2 separate regions of the Mus musculus genome follow, and region 1 is linked to region 2. A link is a contact called in public Micro-C data. All regions are on one chromosome and are shown on one strand. The core of a region is the stretch at or near the end of the contact, and the rest is flanking DNA. Distances in the headings are between cores, read along the strand shown.

The links. Hi-C and Micro-C count contacts between places; a contact is called where the count stands out from the background.
Region 1: a contact with region 2 is called in a Micro-C map of embryonic stem cells, with 2.1 times the contacts expected there. The contact joins the enhancer-like site here to the promoter of Rflnb in region 2. A contact is called at or near these places in 1 of 39 promoter capture datasets (stem cell-derived epiblast-like cells), 1 of 484 Hi-C or Micro-C datasets (embryonic stem cells) and 2 of 115 datasets of contacts at active chromatin or transcription factors (microglia and pancreatic cancer cells).

The regions. Positions count from the first base shown.
Region 1 is chr11:76,613,154-76,616,807 of GRCm38.p6, forward strand. It overlaps a transcript of Abr not described here. Among named protein-coding and RNA genes, the nearest start is that of Gm46288, 12 kb to the right of the region's middle. Within about 2 kb of position 1,293, at least 29 of the 459 cell types and tissues checked have an H3K27ac peak or open chromatin away from gene starts, as enhancers often do. A contact at or near this core is called in embryonic stem cells, where this site is marked.
Region 2 is chr11:76,025,697-76,029,341 of GRCm38.p6, forward strand. It overlaps Rflnb (refilin B), which reads right to left and starts at 2,086. Exons shown (of 3, transcript NM_029658.1): 1 at 1,732-2,086. The coding sequence starts at 1,941.

The sequences.
Region 1 (3,654 bases), core at 43-2,542, 590 kb after region 2:
CATCGGACAACTGGGCAGCAGCGCAGCTCTGATGTTTGGAGATGGTTCACCGTCCACCCTCAAGACCCAAAACACCTCAATTGTCTAGCACAGGATTAAAGAAGAGAAGTTGTAGGGTTTGTTGTTTGGGTTTTGGGGGGATTTTGTTTTTGTCGTCCCCCCCCCCCCAGCCCCAGCATCTCACCTGGAGTTGTGATAGTTGCTTTGCTAGTGCCTGCCTCCTGCTCAGCCTTTGGAAAATACTACTGAGAAACAGACCCTAGTCCCTGCCCTCAGGGAGCCAGCCAACCCTTGACTTGAGAGTGATGCTTCGGAAGACAACAGGCATCGTGCTTTGCAGAGAGAAGGGGTTCTGTTGTCATTTGTCCACTGGGTCAATGAACTGACAGATGGCATAATAATAAAAACAATTGTGCAGTGTGGGCTCACTCTAAGCATCACAGCCTGGATGGAGTCGTTGGAAAGGCTCGTGCCAGAGGCTGCTAGCTGCCTGCTCACTCTCTATTCTTCCATTTTTCCTTGTAACAGAGACCCCATTTGACTGGAGAGGGTCGTACGCCCTTATTCAGTACTCTATTTCCCAACCTCCCTGATAGCTAGGCTGATGTGATTAAAAACAGAAACTGTCATGAGAGACATGACAGTTTCTAGGAAACCTCTCAAATAGCAGACCCAGCAACTGCCACTCCCTCTTTTCCCTGTTCTTAAAATTCTTGCCTGAAGCATAAGTGTGATGGGTGGATCTCCAGCAGCTGTTTGGGACCATAATACAAAAAGATGAAAGAGCCTGAATCCCTCATGATCACACAGATTGTTTATCTCCAGAGTTCCTTCATATGACAGATAAATAAAACTCTCACCTTGCTTAAATACCAACGTTAGACTATGTCCTATGTAGCAAGCCCATATTTTAACCAATACAGGTTCTATGGAAGAGCCAGACCTCAGAGGATAGATTTGGGGATTTAGGGACTCAGGGGCATGCACCTCAAATGCCAGAAAAGAGCACATAAAAAGGACCAGCATCAAGAATGTTAGCTTGAGCAGGTAGAGGAAAACAAGAACCATGGAAATCCCAGCTTCTGGCTTCACCAGAAGGAAAAGGAACAGAGACCACAAACAACCAAGGTTGGTCTCCTCTGAAGGAACAACACATTTATAGACTGAGTAAGAAGGGAGGAGGGAAAACAAACAAAACAAACTGTATCTGAGAGCTTCTTTATGTGATGCAAATAGGGGGTGTGGCTCAGTGATAGAATGTTTTCCCAGCATGCACCAGGCTCTGGCTTCCATGTTCAACGTGGAAGGAAGAAACAGAGGGGATGATGGGAGGGACAGGAAGGAGATGTAAATATGAGCCTGGCTCAGCCAACTGGAAAACTCTGGACTTAGCAGCTAAGGGAGCCATCTAAGAGCCGCTAAACCTATGAGCTGGTGTTGTACTCTGTGATTTCCATACATTTTCTCATGAAGGCTTCATAACAAGTCTAGGGTATGCTCCCATCACTGCCACCTCCATCTCACAGACAAAGAACCTGAAACTTGGAGAAAGTCGGAAAGTTGTCTCATGGAAATATCCCAACCCTGCAGCTCTGTCTGCTGACCAGACACACTGCTTTTCCAGACAATGACTTGTTTGTTTTATCATTGTTAGTAAGATTTTTTTCAAGGTTTTAAATGTTTTAAAAAGTGTTCCATCTCTCCAGTCCTAAGAAGAAGTACATGTGTTTATATGAATATTTAAAAGACAGTAAAGTGAGGTCTGAAGAGAGGGCTCAGCAGTTAAGAGTATTTACTGCTCACATAGAGGACCCAGGTTCAGTCTCCAGCTTCCACATGGCAGTCCATAACAGTCCTTAACTTCAGTTCTAGGGAATCCTATACCCTCTTCTGGGTCCATGAGCACCAGGCATGAACATGGCTGGCATACACACACACACACACACACACACACACACACACACACACACACACACACACGCGCGCGCCTAGCCTCACAGACACACATGATAAATGCTTTATAAAATTTATTTTTATTTTAATGTGTTTTGCCTGCATTATGTCTGTATGACAGTGTCAGAAACCCTGGAATTACAGACAGGTAGGTGTGAGCTGCCGTGTGGGTGCTGGGACGGCCAGTGGTTCTCAACCTTCCTAATGCTGAGACCCTTAATACAGCTCATGTTGTGGTGACCCCAACTGTAAAATTATTTCATCACCACTTTATAACTGTAATTTTGCTACTGATATGAATCATAATGTAAATACCTAGTATGCAGGGTATCTGATATGCGGCCCCAAAGGGTTGCAATCCACAGGTTGAGAACCTCTGATCTAGAGGCAACTACAAAATTATTCTTAATCAGAGGAAAACCAGATAGACCAGAGGAATCGGTTTCAAGGCTGGTTGCATTCCATACTTGTATAGAGAGAAGGTTAACCAGACCTTCCTATTAATGATGAGGGCAAGACAGTGGAGGCGAGCGGTGGAGGCAGGCAAGTCCTGGAGAGTCAGTGACTCGGTGTGGACTCTCCACAAAGCACAACAAACCACCAGTGTGTACGTCTCAAGAAGTCCTGTGTTGGTGGCAGGATTCACGACACAGCACAGGCTGTCTGGAACTCCTGATTCTCCCACCTGAGCATCACGAATACTAGGATGACAATCGTGCACCACCGCACTTGGCATGCAAAAACATTTTAATATCGCTCCACAACAGGAGCAGTATTATTTTATCACAGCTAGCCCTGAAAGTTCAATTTAAATTAAGTTATTCACACACATCCCTGTATGCAAGGAATTTCTCCCAGTGCAACAATCTCATTAGTCATTGACAGAGTGTGTGTGTGTGTGTGTGTGTGTGTGTGTGTGTGTGTGTGAGAGAGAGAGAGAGAGAGAGAGAGAGAGAGAGAGAGAGCATCAAATTACAAATGAGCGAGGTAACATGAGCATCCAGCAGGAAATGCATTTTCCATGAAGATTAAAAATAAAAGGTCTCCATCAGAAGCCAGCAGAATCCAAGTGACAGGCTTCCAGGTATAGAGATCAGGTCCTGAGCTGGATGGTGTTGCCACACATCTTTTACCCCAACACTCTGGAAGCAGAGGCGCTGGAGGTGGGGGGATATCTTGAGTTCAAGACAAGCCTGGTCTACAGAGCAAGTTCCAGGACAGCTGGGGCTACACAGAGAAACTCTGTATCAAAAACAAAAGCAAGAAAAGAAGAGAGGAGACAAGAGGAGACAAGACAAGAGGAGAGGAGACAAGACAAGACTAGAACTCAGGCCCTGAACAGCTGGCCCAGTATGGCTGGCCCAGTATGGCATTGCAAGCAGAATGTCATGAGCCGGCTTTGTGGACAGACCCGTGTTCCAGTGCCAGCTCCAAAAGTTCTCTCTCTACACAGCTCTGGTTGGCTCCTACAGAGCCTCAGAGGCACCTGTAAGATGGGACTAATCACTGCCATCTGCAGAGGTGGCCTGCTCCTCTGTCACCTAGCCTCCAACAAACTACAGCTTTAGTGTCCTCTAGTTAGATTCCTGGAAGAGGCTGAGAACACAATAGGAGCAGCCGAGATCTGACTCCTACACTCTCTTTGGAGTCTTGAGTGTGACTTTAAGATTGCTTTCATGGTCCAGGGTTCTCATCTGTCTG
Region 2 (3,645 bases), core at 836-3,335:
AGATGCCTTCGCTCTGGGTCAGGCCTCCACTAACCAGAAAGCTTAGTGTGTGGAATACAGCTTTGACAAATTCAGGCAAATTCAGGTGACCCTCTCTGGTCCCCCTCTGTGCTCCAGTGCAGAGATAAACACAGTGTGGAAGGACCTAGCAGCCCTTTGTACTCTCTGGTTCTCCGAGAGCTGTCATTTTCTTTGCTTAATTTAAGAGCAAGAACTCCATTTGTGCCAGGATGTAGAAGAGGCAGTCCCACCCCTAGGACAGAGAAGGAGGCAAGTGTTTCTAAGAGGTTGGCTCAGGGATCTTTACTGTGTTACCAGCAGAAGATGCAAAAGCCAAAAGCATGTTGGGGAGCTGGGGTACCATTCCAGGGCTAGGATGGAGTTTACTGAGACCAGTGGGGGAGGGGATATATAGTTCAAGCTAAAGGAAGTGGACAGAGGGTGTGCATGAGGTGAGGCCACAGAGCTCTCCTACAATTCCAAGACATCTTTCTTCTAGGTGTCCATACTGGTTTCTCCTGTCCTGCCTCCTTTGTATCCCCATCCCTGCTCCCCAGACAGACATTCCCTGGGTATCCAGGGGTGGGAGAGAGTCAGTGCGCTATTGGGTCAGCAGCAGTGATAAGATAGACCCACACAGAGACACTGAGCCTGGACACCAAGCCACAGGTTCTGGAAGAAGCCTGAGAAAGCTCCCCCAGGAGGCCACATAGTGAGGAAGGGCCACCAGGACTTGAATGGGAAAGGTGAGAGGGTCAAGGTTCATGTCAGGTGCAGGAATCCATGTCAGAGGCACCAGTGAGTGTCTGATCGGTGGTCAGAGCAGGAAAGATGAGAGAGACTGAAAGACCAAGCTGAAGCAAGTTTCACCTTGGAGTGGAAATAAAAGGTGCTGGTTTTTGCTGGGACAGGGTCAGTAGGTCAAGAAGGCCCCACACCAGCAAAGCTCCATTTTGGTCCTTAAGCATAACACTTGCCGCTGACCTCCCCATGGGAGGCACAGTCACAGCTCTCCTTCAGTCTTACTTTGAGCTTCTACTGTAGACAGGATGTGGCCTTTCTTGAGCTGTGCTCTGAATATCATCACCTGAACAGATCCCAAGACAAAACAGACTTGGGAGTTTTTCTTGCAAAGAGTTTAAAGGAAAAGAAGGAAAAGGATTAATACTTTCAAAGCCCTGGCCACCTGGAGGACGCTGATCTCATTAAGTGCAGAACACTGGCTGGGAAAAAAAGACCTACCAGACCCTGAAGACTCTTGTGTGTGACTAACCCCAAAGGCTGTGGTCCGCCTTGCGCCAGGAGCCCAGAGCACACCCCTCTCCCAGGTCCCGGCAGAGGGAGGCCGCTTTGGGAGCAAAGCCGCGGGGCGTGGGCCCCCCGGGTGGGGAGGGCCCGGGATCCCTGTCCGTGTCCCGGGAGCCCCACCCAGCCCGCCCCAGCAGGAATGTGGTCGAGCCGCAGCCTGGCAGCCTCGGGGGCCGCCACCTCGAAGGGAGGAGACCGCGGCTTGCCTCTCCCGGGGCTCCCGCGCCTCCCAGGCGATGACAATTTTCCAGCCACTGGCTCCAGCTGGCCAGGCTCTCTCGCTACGCTCCCGCCCCGGCTCCCGGCGATGGCCACGCCGTCTCGACGGGCGGGTGGCCGCACCGACTGCGAAAGCTGGAGACTCCCCGGGGAGGGCTGCGGGTGGGCCGGGACTGGGAGAAGTCCGCGCGGGAGGCAACTCACCGGGACTATAGGGGTCACCGCCGCATCGGGCTCCAGCGTCCCTGCGACCGGAGCGCGCTCCCCACCGCCGCCCGCCGTCGCTGCGAGCCCCCAGTGGCTGGGGCTAGGGCTTGGGGGCAGCCCCGAGTCCGGGCTGTCCAGGACGCCGTCGCCTTTTTTCTTCGTGTCCACGAGTTCAGGGACATCCTGCAGGCTCAGCCGGCCCACCATAGCTGCACGTGTGGCGGGACCGGGCACAGCCGCCGCGGTGTTGGAGTGCAAGAGAGGGCCGCACACGCGGGCCGGGGCCGCTGCCCTCCGGGCTGCCCTCCTTGCCCCGCCGCCGGCGCGTTGTCCGGGTGTCGCCAGCGGCCGCGCTCGTTCGAGGCCCCGCCCTCCGCCCCGCCCCGAGGGCTGGCCCAGCCGCGGTGACCGCCGAGAGGCCAAGCGCCAGGGGCCGCTGCGCTCCCGCCGCGCGCCGCCCAGCTCGTCCGAGCGCCGATCTTCCCGCGACGGGCCTCCCCTCCCACCTCCCCGGCATGCCGCGACTGGCAAAGCTGCGAGGCTTCGTCCGGCCCCGCACCCTGTCCCTATGGTCCACGGCGATCCTTGCTCCATGCACTGTCCCCCGGCCCCCGAGAGGTGCTAATATCTCTAGATCTGGCAGCCCAGAGCCAAGGAGTCCCAGTCTGCAGAGGCCGGGGGCGGGGGGGGGGGGGGGGGCGTGGGGAGAGAGGACGAGCAAACAACTGGAAATTATTAATACTTAATGCGCTTCGTATGGCTCCAGCGGCCTGTTGGCTCAGCAGGGCCTGCTCTGGCTCTCACGTCTGCCCCGGAGGAGAGAGGGCCTACTCCTCCGGACTCCCGGGGGCGTCGATCACTCCCTGGTCCCGGGCACAGCTGAACAGGCTGTGGCCAGTCCAGGCAGGGAAGTTCTGAGGGTGTCACAGGCTTGGATCTCCCAAAGAGACCAGCAAACAGAGCAGCTCTCTTAGGGAGTCAAGATTCCCCTTATGGAGGCCACAGTCTATTCACTCACAGGAACTTTCTCCCTCTGTCCTATCAGAGGGAATCTCTTCTACAAACAAAACAAAACCTAAACTCAACAGCAAACAGACTGTGGTCCTTCCTGATAGGTTTGACAGAGAAGCTCTTCTTCAGTGGGAAGTAATTGAGTTGGGGTGTGCCTAAAATCATTGTCTTTTCTTCTTTCCTTTCCTTTCCTTTCCTTTCCTTCCCCTTCCCCTTCCCCTTCCCCTTCCCCTTCCCCTTCCCCTTCCCCTTCCCCTTCCCCTTCCCCTTCCCCTTCCTTCCTTTCTTTCTTTCTTTCTTTCTTTCTTTCTTTCTTTCTTTCTTTCCTCTCATGGAGATGTCCCGGGGTCAACACCAAGTGCCACGTGCTCCACCAGAAGTCTTCCCTGGATCACCTTCGTGGTCCAATCCACATCTTTGCAAGAACAAAGAACATCTGTCCTGCTTGGGGCAGATTTGTTAAAATATATATATATATATATATATATATATATATATATATATATATATATGTTCAGAGTGACTAGATCTACCAGCAAAGTTCAGTCCTCCTTTCTCTCTACCCATCATTTTTGATACGGAGAGAGAAGGGCTTGCCTTTAATCATGTGATGGATAGAAGGCAGCTTGCTAGGAACAGAAAGCCAGGGTCATTCCTTCTACAGAGGATACATCCTGTAGGGGGCTGGACTGGGAGGTTGTTCATTCATTCAGGGGTGGTGGGAATAGGTTACAAAAATCTACAGTGTACAGTACTGGACAAGTGTCTAATGCAAGGACAATCTGAGGTGTCACACTTCCCTACCCCTGTTGACCTCAATATCTGTACACCTTGCAGAACTGGACCCCCACATCAGAGGAGAAACCTCTGTGCTTTCTGAGGGTGTGAAAAGTGGACTGG